2 separate regions of the Ovis canadensis genome follow, and region 1 is linked to region 2. The links are chromatin contacts, called in public Hi-C maps. All regions are on one chromosome and are shown on one strand. The core of a region is the stretch at or near the end of the contact, and the rest is flanking DNA. Distances in the headings are between cores, read along the strand shown. Region 1 overlaps MAML2 (mastermind like transcriptional coactivator 2). Region 2 holds the start of MAML2 (mastermind like transcriptional coactivator 2).

Region 1 (5,521 bases), core at 2,089-4,588, 320 kb before region 2:
TGATGGGAATGCCAGGCTTTGCGCTCTGAGTGCAGCAGTTCTTATAACTAGAAGTCCCTCGAGAGGACCCTGCAAGCTGTGTCTTTGGAGTTGTTGTAAGAGTTATTGACTGCTGTGGCACATAAGGCTTTTTTACGCAAAGGCAGCTCCTTCACCTGCCCAACATGGAGTGCATCAGCTTACACCTGTGCTGGTAGCTCTGATTACAGGACAATGTATGATGCTGATCTGCTGGCAACTATAGTTCCTGTCTTATATCCTTCTCGGCAGGCTGATGTCAAACATGATGTAACAGTAGTCTTGTGAGCCTGAATGTCTAGTTGTGCCTAAGGAACTGCCTGCTGGATGTTGCAAGGTGGTTTAGTATCATGGTGACTTCCTTTGTGCAACATATGAAGTGTGACTTTCTAGGAGGGGATCTGGAAAGAATGAGATTTTTTTCGGTAGTGCCTTTATCCAAATAAACTCAAATTCATTTATCTATCCGGCCAGCCAGCCAGTATTCATTAAGAATCTACAATGCACCAAGAATTGTGCTAGAAACAAAGATATGCAAGGCCCTTCTCTTACTTAGCCTTCATATCTTATAGAAACAGAGGTATGTATTATTAATAGTAATAGTAATGTTGCTGCTGCTGCTACTGCTAAGTCGCTTCAGTTGTGTCCGACTCTGTGTGACGGCAGCCCACCAGGCTCCGCCGCCCCTGGGATTCTGGAGTGGGTTGCCATTTCCTTCTCTAACGCATGAAAGTGAAACATGAAAGGGAAGGCGTTCAGTCGTGTCCGACTCTTCGTGACCCCATGGGCGGCAGCCCGCCAGGCTCCTCCGTCCATGGGATTTGCCAGGCAAGAGTACTGGAGTGGGGTGACATGTTAGTGGCCAATATTTATTAAAATACCAGATACTATGTTAAATGGGCTTCCCAGGTGGTGCTAGTGATAAAGAACATGCCTGCCAATACCAGAGACATAAGAGACACGGGTTCGATCTCTGGATTGGGAAGATCTCCTGGAGGAGGGCATGGCAACCCACTCCAGTATTCTTGTCTGGAGAATCCCAGGGCCAGAGGAGCCTGGCGGGCTATAGTCCATGGGGCAGCAAAGAGTCAGACACGACTGAAGTGACTTCGAATGTATCCACGCATGCACTATGTTAACACTTGACACACAGCATCTCATCTAATCCTTAACAAGACTTCTGTAAAGCAGATATTCTATATATTTTATAGACAGTGAAGTTGAGGCATAGAGCGGTTGCCTCAAACTTACAACTCTAGTGTGGAGTCTGAACTCAGGCAGTCTGGCTTAACTGGCATATTATGTAATGTGAGTGTGCACTTTAATACTAGTTAGCTATTACGAATATTTACTAAATTATTTTCATACATAAATAAATAAGGGAATCAGAAGCCAATCTTCTCTTTTCCACCCCCTGAAAGTGAAAGTGAAAGTGAAAGTCACTCAGTTGTGTCCGACTCTTTACGACCCTATGGACTATACAGTCCATTGAATGAATTCTTCAGGCCAGAATACTGGGGTGGGTAGCCTTCCCCTTCTCCAGGGGATCTTCCCAACCCAGGGATCAAGCCCAGATCTCCTGCATTGCAGGTGGATTCTTTACCAGCTGAGCCACCGGGAAACCCTAATGCCTCAGATGAACGACTCCACTCTACTTCTGCCCAGTCTTTACTAAACGTGGCCTTGACCACCAAGGACTTCCTACGAGGATTTTTAGTGAAGGCGCTCCTGCCTCTCCATCTCCTGCAATGCCTGACAGCCTGCCAATTACAACTTATTTGCATTAATAAGCAACCGCTCAGGAGGCATCAGCATAACCAGGGATATGGGTCAAGGGCAAAAAGAAAGGGCCGAAGTTTACCTGGATCTGATTGTGGGTCAGGCCCAAGTCTCTCCTTCTCCAGAGAAATCTTAAGCTACTCTCTGATCCACTCTGATCAGCTTCCTTTTCCACTTCTGAAGGGCCTGGCTCAAAACTTGGCAAAAGTGAGCACTATGACACTGTCTCCAATGATTCGAAACAAGATCATGAGGTAACATATGGCAAGTGACATGCACTGTATCTGTCATGTCATAAGCACTCTATGTTGTCGTTCAGTCGCTAAGTTGAACCTGACTCTTTGTGACCCCATGGACTACAGCATGCCAGGTTCCCCTGTCCTCCACCGTTTCCCAGGGTTTGCTCAAATTCATGTTCATTGAGTCAGTGATGCCATCCAACCATCTCATCCTCTATATAAGCACTCTGTAAACCATAGGTATTATAATTCTTTCTTTCCTGTTGTCCACAAAATGCTGAAAATTATCAGAAAGGCAGGCATTTCAGTGGCTTTAGCACCTAGTATCCTCTTTAACCATGTAGCTTCTTTGTGTGTCTGTCAAGAACCCCGTTAGGTGCTCACTGGGTGGGCTGTGAGGTCTCAGAGACAAGACAGAGGTCCTCCAGTTCCATCAGGGTGCCTGCGACACACTCAGAAACACAGACTGGGAAATCTGAAAGGGCCTTAGGAACCCTTACAAAGAGGCTCCTACCACACAGAAATCCAAGTCTCTCCAAGCTCTCCAAGTCTCCTCCAGGAGAGGGGCTTGTTGAACTATGGAGGAAGTTAGCTATTACTAATACGAATGAAGCTATTTTCACATAAATTAGGGAACCAGAAGCCCATCTCTCTCTGCCACGCCCCAGGGCCTCAGATTGAACCACCCCACTCTGTTTCTGCCTGGTCTTCATAAACACAGCCTTGACCAGCCGCCAACCCGTCTCAGTTCCAAACACTCTGTCATGAGGAGAGACCATAATGCTGGGCAGTGATTCCTTCCTGTTAAAGCCATTTGGGTCTTTTCTGGGTCTGGGGTCTCAGACCAGTTTCCTACTTTGTGATTTCCTTCAAGTCCTAAAAGAACAGAGAACTTGTCTCCAGATTCCACTTCCAGAGATGCTCCAAAGATTCAGTGTCCCTCTGAGATTTCAAGACCTCAAGTGCCTAGGATGAGTCCTGGAGTCAAAAGGACTCCAAGACGAAAGACCTCAGGAAAAGGCCCTCCCCAGATGGGCTTGTCTGGCCTGGACGTCTGGACTGAGACTCAAGAGCTGGTGTGTCAGAAAACCTGACACCGAATGGTGGACAGACCCGGACCCTCCTCAGGGCTCAGGTCACCCGCCAAACGTTCACTGAACAGGGACCTCGCTACAGTTCAGGGGCAGAATGCTGATGACGACGAGGTGCCTACCACTGAAAAATTCAGACAGAGTCATTTATTGTCCCTGTAACATAGAACATACTCGCCAGTTCCGAAGTGGAGGCGAGGTCAGGGGAAACCACATTGATTCTCAAACTCTCACAGAAGAAATGTTCACTATTTCCTCTAGCCTGGAGTTCTAACATGTCTGACTCAATGAAGAAAAATGCCATCAACTGCCACCAGAGCCTCCCCAAATGAAAATTCTGTAGCAGAGTGATCTTGATTATCTCAGAAACCCCAGACAAAAATGGAAGCAATATAAATAAACATAAAAGAAAATAGAGGTGCTGTAACATGACTATAAATTGCTCCTCGCCCCAACTTTCTTCCAGTCATCCAGGGCAAAAGAGGGAAGTTGGTCTTTGTGGCAGAGAATAGACCAACAGCTGTTCTATATCCTGCCAAGAGGAGAGAGACTTATTATAAATAATAGCCAACAATATGTCCTCTGGGACTAGAGACTCAGCCAGTCAGAGGGGGGAGTGTGGAGGGGAAAGGGAGGGTTAATGGGTTTGGGGGGCGGTGACCAACACAGCCCAGGATGAATTAGGAGAAACCCTATCAAATTTTCCTGTGTACTTATGTTTCTATTACCTCATTAGGGTGATTACATAATGCCACTCCATTTATAAACTAAAAGGGAAATAGGGGCAGCATTCTCATTAGTCGTGGCTGATGCGAGACATTAACACACCAGTAAGTCATGTGGGCGAACAACGAATGTTTGGGAGCATCTTTTCTTTCTTTCTTAATCTGTTTGGTATTTTGTCTGCTCCTTCCCTGCTTTTAGGCATATATGTGGATCTGTGACTTGGAAATGGAGATGGAGCCTACAACTTGGGTGCCCTCACTCTGAGAGTTCTTCATGTTAGACATTTATGGACCAGGCTTTACTGGTGTGTAATCTTTGGGTAGAAGGCATAAAAAAGAACCATCTTCTAGCGATGCGTGGGTCACTTCCTGCAAACTCCACATAGGACTTCCAGTTAGTTGCAGACTGAAATTTCGCACTTCTTAGGATATTTTTCTACTTGCAGAGAAACACTCTTCTTTCACAGACTCTGCCTTGTCAGTGACAGAATTCTATGTTGTAACTCTAGAGGGGGCTTCTGTTTATAGATATACTATTAATTTGCATCTTAATTTTAAAAATAGCTCACTAAGAGAGTAAAATGGGCTTCCCTGGTGGCTCAGACGGTTAAGAATCTGTCTGCAGTGCAGGAGACTCGAGTTCGATCCCTGGGTCAAGAAGGCCCCCCTGGAGAAGGGAATGGCAACCCACTCCAGTATTCTTGCTTGGAGAATCCCATGGACAGAGGAGCCTGGTGGGCTACAGTCCATTGGGTCACAAAGAGTCAGACATGACCAAGCAACTAACAACAAACAGGATAGTAAGATTCATCAAGTAATATTTAACAGAAGAAGTCACTGAGTCCCTAAAATGTAAAATAACCCGCTTAGATAATCAGAGGAAGAACCCAGGCTGGGATCCAGGATTAATAGGAGTTACCTAAACTGTGACTGTAATATATAATTTCTAAGGGAGGTTGGGTAATTTAAGGCATGTCTGCTTTATCCATGGGTCTTCTAATGAGGGAGCAGTATGGGGATGTTAGGGGGAGATCAATAGTTTTCACGGGTCCCTTGGAGAACGAATTAGCTGTTTAGCCTGTATTTATGTCTTACATGTGGTTTTGATTTGATACACTTACCCTTTATTCCTACATAACCCTATTTCATCTCTGTCTCTTTCCATTTTCTTTTATATTATCTCTGGCTCTAATTTGAGTGGCTTCCAAATGCATTATTACAAGTTATCCTTTCCCTGAACATGAACACTTATTTTGCGCTTGTTCTCATGATTGGAAAACTAGGTGAAAAGTCTGAGGGATCTAATATTGTGTATGAATAGGAAGGGATATCTTTCTTCAGAGTAGAAACAAAAATGAATTTCAACATTTAGACTGAAGACAATAAATTTGGCACATTGCACTGTAGCCAGGGCCTGGGGATGTTGACTTAAATTAACAACTATGGATGTTGACTTAAGTTAGCAACCAGTTCCCTCATGAAGGCACACTGTTTCATACGTTTTCTCTTCACATTGTTTTTGGTTACAGTATCTTAACTAACCAGCAGATGGCATCTGCTTCAAAACTCTCATAAATTCCATTTACTTTTCAAGACAAACAAGATACTAACACATTGAAACCTCCCTTAATTGGCTCCTACATTTGATACCTACAAAAGTCTGCTAGAA
Region 2 (5,499 bases), core at 1,633-4,132:
CCTTCTTCAGTGGCTCAGATCTTGCCGCTTGGAGCCAACCTTTCTGCAGTCTGCGGACCCCAGAGAAAACTCTGGGAAACTCAAGTTTCTTACCCCTTAAGAAATACTCTACAGGTGGAGGAAAACCAATGCTCAAGCAACCGCAGAACTTGACGAGGAAGGGTTTAACAACACGGCACCAACTGGACGCCCAACGGCCTTTGGGGTGGTCAGGGGCACCGTAGCCCTCCGCACTGTCTTCCACTCGGCATCAGGCCGAGGCCAGCGTCCGGCCTGACCGAAGGCCACAAGACCACCGCCGGAATGAGGAGAAAACCAGGTGTCTTACCGCAATGAGGGCCGAGTTCCTCTGGTCCCCCGGGGTGGAAGCCGGCGGCTGTTGCTGGGGCTCGCCGTCGATCCCACCGCTGCCACCACTGCTGCTACTGCTCCGCAGGTGCTGCTGGTGGTGATGGTGATAGTCCGGCGGGGGCGCTGGGGCCGCGGGCGCTGCCGTCTGGGAGGCCGTCGGAGGGGCGGCGGGCGCCGGCGGAGGGGCTGTGGCTGTGGCAGAGGAGGCAGTGGCCTTGGTGTGCTTGCCAGCCTTCCTGGCCCCCTGGCCGTGCTGGACGAGGCTCAGGAGCTGCAAGGTACTCTCTCTTTCCCGGTCCGAGCTCTCGGCCCTACCCCGTTCGTAGCGTCCTTCACAGCTCAGGTGGTGCTGGCGGCAGACTGCGATGCGAGCTCGAAGGCGCTCCACGATGGCACTGTGCACTCTCGGGGTGACCGAGCCCCCTCCAAGGAGCCCCGCCCCGGGGGCCCCCCCTAGCCCTCCCGTGGGGGCCTGCGGGGGCGCTGTGTCCCCCATCTTACTGGACACAATGATTGCTGCCCGTGGGATGGTGAGGTGGTGGGAAGCTATAGCCGGTTAGCACAGGCAAATCTGCTTTTGACAATCTGCGCTCAGAGCTCAGGACCACATGAATAGAAGTCTTCAGAGGCTGGGGGCGGTGGGGCGGGGGTGGGGGGCGCGTAGTGGAGAAGGTATGGGGGAGGGGAGTGAGTAAAAAGAGGGTGAGGAGAAAGAACAGAAACCAATGGCAGAGGATAAGTTGGAAACAAACCCTGATCAACTTGCTCTAATTGTATTTGACAGCTCTGGAGAAGTTGGAGAGAGTTAGAGGGGATTCCCCCCAACCCGCCCCCCAACACCAAGCTGACAAGAGGTACTTTGTAAACACACGATCTGGGGGTTAGAGCAGGAACTCAGGGATTGTCAAGCAAGAGACAGGAACAGACAGCAAAGGGAATTGTGAGAGGTATTAACAGAGAGCTGGACTCCCCCGTCACCTAGTTGTTTCCGAAGATTCTTTTATGGGGATGTTTCTGCAGAGGAACCCACATCTACCATGGTCTCTGTAACCCACGGCCTTTACTTTTCCGCAATTTTTTAAAAAAGTGCTGTTTCAGAAGCTTTCTGAAGTCAATGTTCAAAACGTACAAAAATCAAACAGAGATTGTCTTTTGGCTTTTAATTTTTCCTCCCTTTCCCTTTGCTCCGGTGTTTCCTCCTCTTTGGGGGTGCTGTAGGATGTGGTCTTCTCCCCAAAGAGGGAGACAGCTTTTCAATTGTTAATGTCAGTAATTGGACTTCTGGACCATGCTTTTTTCTTCAGCTAATCCAATCACCGGTAAAATCCTCATTCCCTCTAAGGTTTCCCAGCCTTAAATGAAAGCAGTCTGAAGTCACTAGCCACTGAGAGAGAGATCCTTCAACACATTTTTTTTTTTTTTCTTCTTCTTCTTTCCCGCTTACGTTTCTAGTCCTCACCCCCGGCTCGATTCTAATACAGTATCAAGAGAGACAAACTCTTCCGAGAGTAATTTACAAACGATGGTCAAACTTACAAACTTCCAGTAAATTGCACCGAGTCATGTCCAGCCACTTTTCTGTCCACTTTTGTACATTCCATCCCCGGCCAGTGGATCTGAGGGTCTGGACTCGCAATAAGCAATGTGGTTCTATCTCTTGGATTGCTCCGCTTTTAGAGATGGAAAAGAAAGTAGCCGGTCTTTTCCTTTCTCTTTTTCCCGTCTGTTGTTCGCCGCTGGGCTGACACTGGCTCCGCCGCCCGGAGTCACGGCGATACACAGGCTTTCATTGTGCTCCGATAGGAGAGGGAGAGAAAGAGAGAGAGTGAGACAGAGGGAGAAAGAGAGCCAGCGAGCTGCAGGGGGGTGGGGGACGGAGGGCGGGGGAGCTCTCGCCCGAGGCTCCCTGGTGGAAGGCGGGTGCCACTGCACGGGCGAGCGAGGCGGCCGGTGCGGGGAAAGGGGAACGCAGAGGGCCTCCCAGCGGCAAGAAGTGGAGGATCCCGAAGCCTGCGCATCTCGGCGTCGGCGCGCGCAGCTCGCACTCCGGCTCGGCTCGGGCAGGACGGCGGTACGTTGGGGAAATTCCCCAACCTCTACCCGACTACTTCACCAGCCCGAAATGGTGCAGAAATTCCCGGCCAGTAGATGTATTTTCCCTGCCAGACCTCCGTTACGCTCCCCGCCTCCACCCCTCGAGGATATCACTTTCATTTTTCAGTATGTTGTCAATGACACCCCTGGGCACTCTAGCGAGAGCTGGGTGAACACGGAGGAAACGTTCCTGGGTGTCAGAAAAGGAGGCGTAGGGTGTGTGCGTACTGGGGGAAACGGAGGAGTGGGTGAAGAGAAGAAATTACATCATTAGCTCCTAAAGGGCAGGCGAGTGTCTGTCTACCTGCTAGCCTGTTTTCTCTGTCTCTGGCTAAGTCAATCTCGGTGATCATAAGCAAAATCAGTAAGAATAACTAAAATATTCTATCACGATGAAATTACAAATATCAGTTCTCAAAAAGGAAAAAAAAACAACAAAAAAATATTTTTCTGAAAATACAAGATTCCCTATGACAAACCTAACACAAGATCTGGGGCCTTCACGGTAGTCTGTTTACATACATAAGGAGGAAAATCATTATGCAGCAGTCCAGTTTCAAGTTCACTAACACAAAACAAACACATCTCTGACACACATTGTTGTCTCATCTTCAGATAATCCTACCTTTAAGCTCTCAAAATGCATGCTGGATTCTGCTGATTACCATTTATGGAGGATAAACTAAAGTGAGCACAATATTGTTCTAGTCAGGACCATATAGTCTGTTATGCTCATTTGGAAGTCATTTGGAAGTCATTTGGATTTGAGGTGTCAAGCAGTGGGGCTTTGTTAATCTAAACCACCTCGCATCTCAGTTACAAGCTCCTGCTTCAAACTGAGCTGTGGTTAGAAATGAGTAAGATCAGTGCAAACATTTATCTACTTTAGTTCTCGATAGGCTGGTCTACATTAGTTCATTTTCACAAATTCTAGAATGTTATTTTGGGATTTGGGACAAGTGCATTCTGATGGAATGTAACTTTTTTTTTACTTTTCATTGGAACATACTGCTGTCTGTCCCTTCCAAGGCTAAGTTTCTCATCACTCATGGAGAAAAGCAGAAATATCTTTTTTAGGTATGCAAATCTGAAAGAACTCTCTCATGAGGTGTCATTAAAAAGGGAAGGGGTTCTGATCATTTTAGATTGGTTTTTAAAAACGTGTATTCATTAGACATTACCTCGAGTTACTATCAGCACTTAATATATTCAGCAGTCACACTTGATAAGAAAAAAACCTTAATAAATTTAAACACTGTTCACGCTACAGTTCTGCAGTAGCATGGATTTTGATTAATAAGTGTTTTTGGTCAAAGCTGCTATTTCTAAATGATATAACTTTTACTAAACTTTTACTTCTAAGCTAGACAAGGACACACCTTAAAAACTTGTCCAGCAACAATTTAATAAATTTTCCTACTATGTTCTAGTGATGTAGGACTCTCCTTTACAGTGTCTTTTGTACACATTTGCCCTTTACAGCCATTTAAATTCAAGCTGACATCATTATCATACACCTCATTTCCATTCATGTCATTACTATTTATTTAGTCACTGTTTCAGCACAGTACTTTGCATAAATCTCCCTCCAATCCACCAAAAATCCTGAGGGAGAGGAATTATTAACTCCATTTATAAATGAGGAAACTGAGGCTTATTGAAAATAAACTATTTAAACTAACTAGGAAGTAACAGATCAGGACTCGAACTCAAGCCTGATTTCAAACCTATCCTTTCTTAACCACTGGACTTGCTGCCTCAGTATCAAGGGTGAAAGGAGTTACAGGGAAACCAGACTATACCCAGAATAGCTCAAGGGCTGCAATTACACCTCAATCAACATGCTGGAGTCTAAGCAAGTCCTATAATACCTCCAAGAAATGAGTAGTGAATAGAACTACTCATCTGAGTATGAGAGCAGACAAGTGAGAAAATATGCTCAATTATATCCAGCTGCCAATAAAATAAACATTTTTTTTCCTTGTCTTCCCCTTTTATGGAACTGTTCCCTCTTATATCCCTAAAGCTTCTGTAAGGGCCCTATGAATTTTTTTTTTAAAGCATTAGTTCCTTTTTATTTGTCCATCTGTCTTCCTCATCTTTACTGTTCACAGATACCTACCATAAGGCATTTAATGCTATAGTGATAAATGTCAAGATCTCAAAAGTTGATATGTGAGACTTGTAAGCTTACAAACTATTGTTATAGAATCAGTGATATCAGTGATGATGATAAAATAATACAGTTAAGTCATAATACCTACTAAAGTTAATTCTGATTTTTCAACATTCTGTTTTCTTCTCGACTATTTGCTTTTGGCCCCCTGATCCATGCTAATTCTCATTTCCTGACAGCCTGTCTCTTTGCAGTTCTTTTGGTGTAATCATGTACAAAAGTCTCTTGAACTCTCCAAACACCTACTGAAGAAGCTTGCTCGGTTGCAGTGACCTCAGACATCAGCAAAGCTACTTATCAGCATTTCCTGATCAACAGCCAGAATACTGTTCTAACAAGAAAAATGTTTCAAGGCATTAAGAGGCATGACCTAGGAACTGAGTCAGCTGCCATTACAAGTCCTTAAAGTCATTAGTGCTTTCATTTTTATAAATTAAGTAAATGCTATTTATTAGATAAATATTTTTAACTTTCAGTTGGTACGTTCACTCTTCAGTTGGTTCAAACTTGTCTGTAGCGTCACATACAAGAAATGATGCTCCCAAGGTCTTCAGAGATACTTTAGAGTCATTCTTTTGTTTTCCTTGGACTTCTTTTTAGACAAATCATTCATGATCTTCACCCTTCCCAATTAGCCATCACTTTTCCTCTAAACTCTGCCCTGTATCTTTTTGGACACTATCACTGTATCTTCAACTTTCAACTGCAACTTCATATAGCTAAGGATTATTTCCATATAACAAACAAATAAGAATAGAGATGCATGATTAAAAATTTCCATTTCATACTTTTAAAAAAGGTATGCATTCTTCACATGGAAAGTCAGCATCAGTATTCTCACAGCTTTGTAAGTTCTACCTGTTTTGTTTACAATCATA

What was found. A called contact is a pair of places that touch in the nucleus more often than the background predicts.
Region 1: a Hi-C map of fibroblasts shows a contact between it and region 2, with 4 times the contacts expected there. The contact joins the enhancer-like site here to the promoter of MAML2 in region 2. A contact is called at or near these places in 2 of 2 Hi-C or Micro-C datasets (fibroblasts and lung).

The regions. Positions count from the first base shown.
Region 1 is chr15:21,936,453-21,941,973 of ARS-UI_OviCan_v2, reverse strand. The region is part of intron 2 of MAML2 (mastermind like transcriptional coactivator 2); the gene reads right to left. Among named protein-coding and RNA genes, the nearest start is that of MTMR2, 130 kb to the left of the region's middle. Within about 2 kb of position 3,338, the one cell type or tissue checked has open chromatin away from gene starts, as enhancers often do. A contact at or near this core is called in fibroblasts, where this site is marked.
Region 2 is chr15:21,619,337-21,624,835 of ARS-UI_OviCan_v2, reverse strand. MAML2 (mastermind like transcriptional coactivator 2) reads right to left here and starts at 2,882. Exons shown (of 5, transcript XM_069554889.1): 1 at 329-2,882. The coding sequence starts at 847.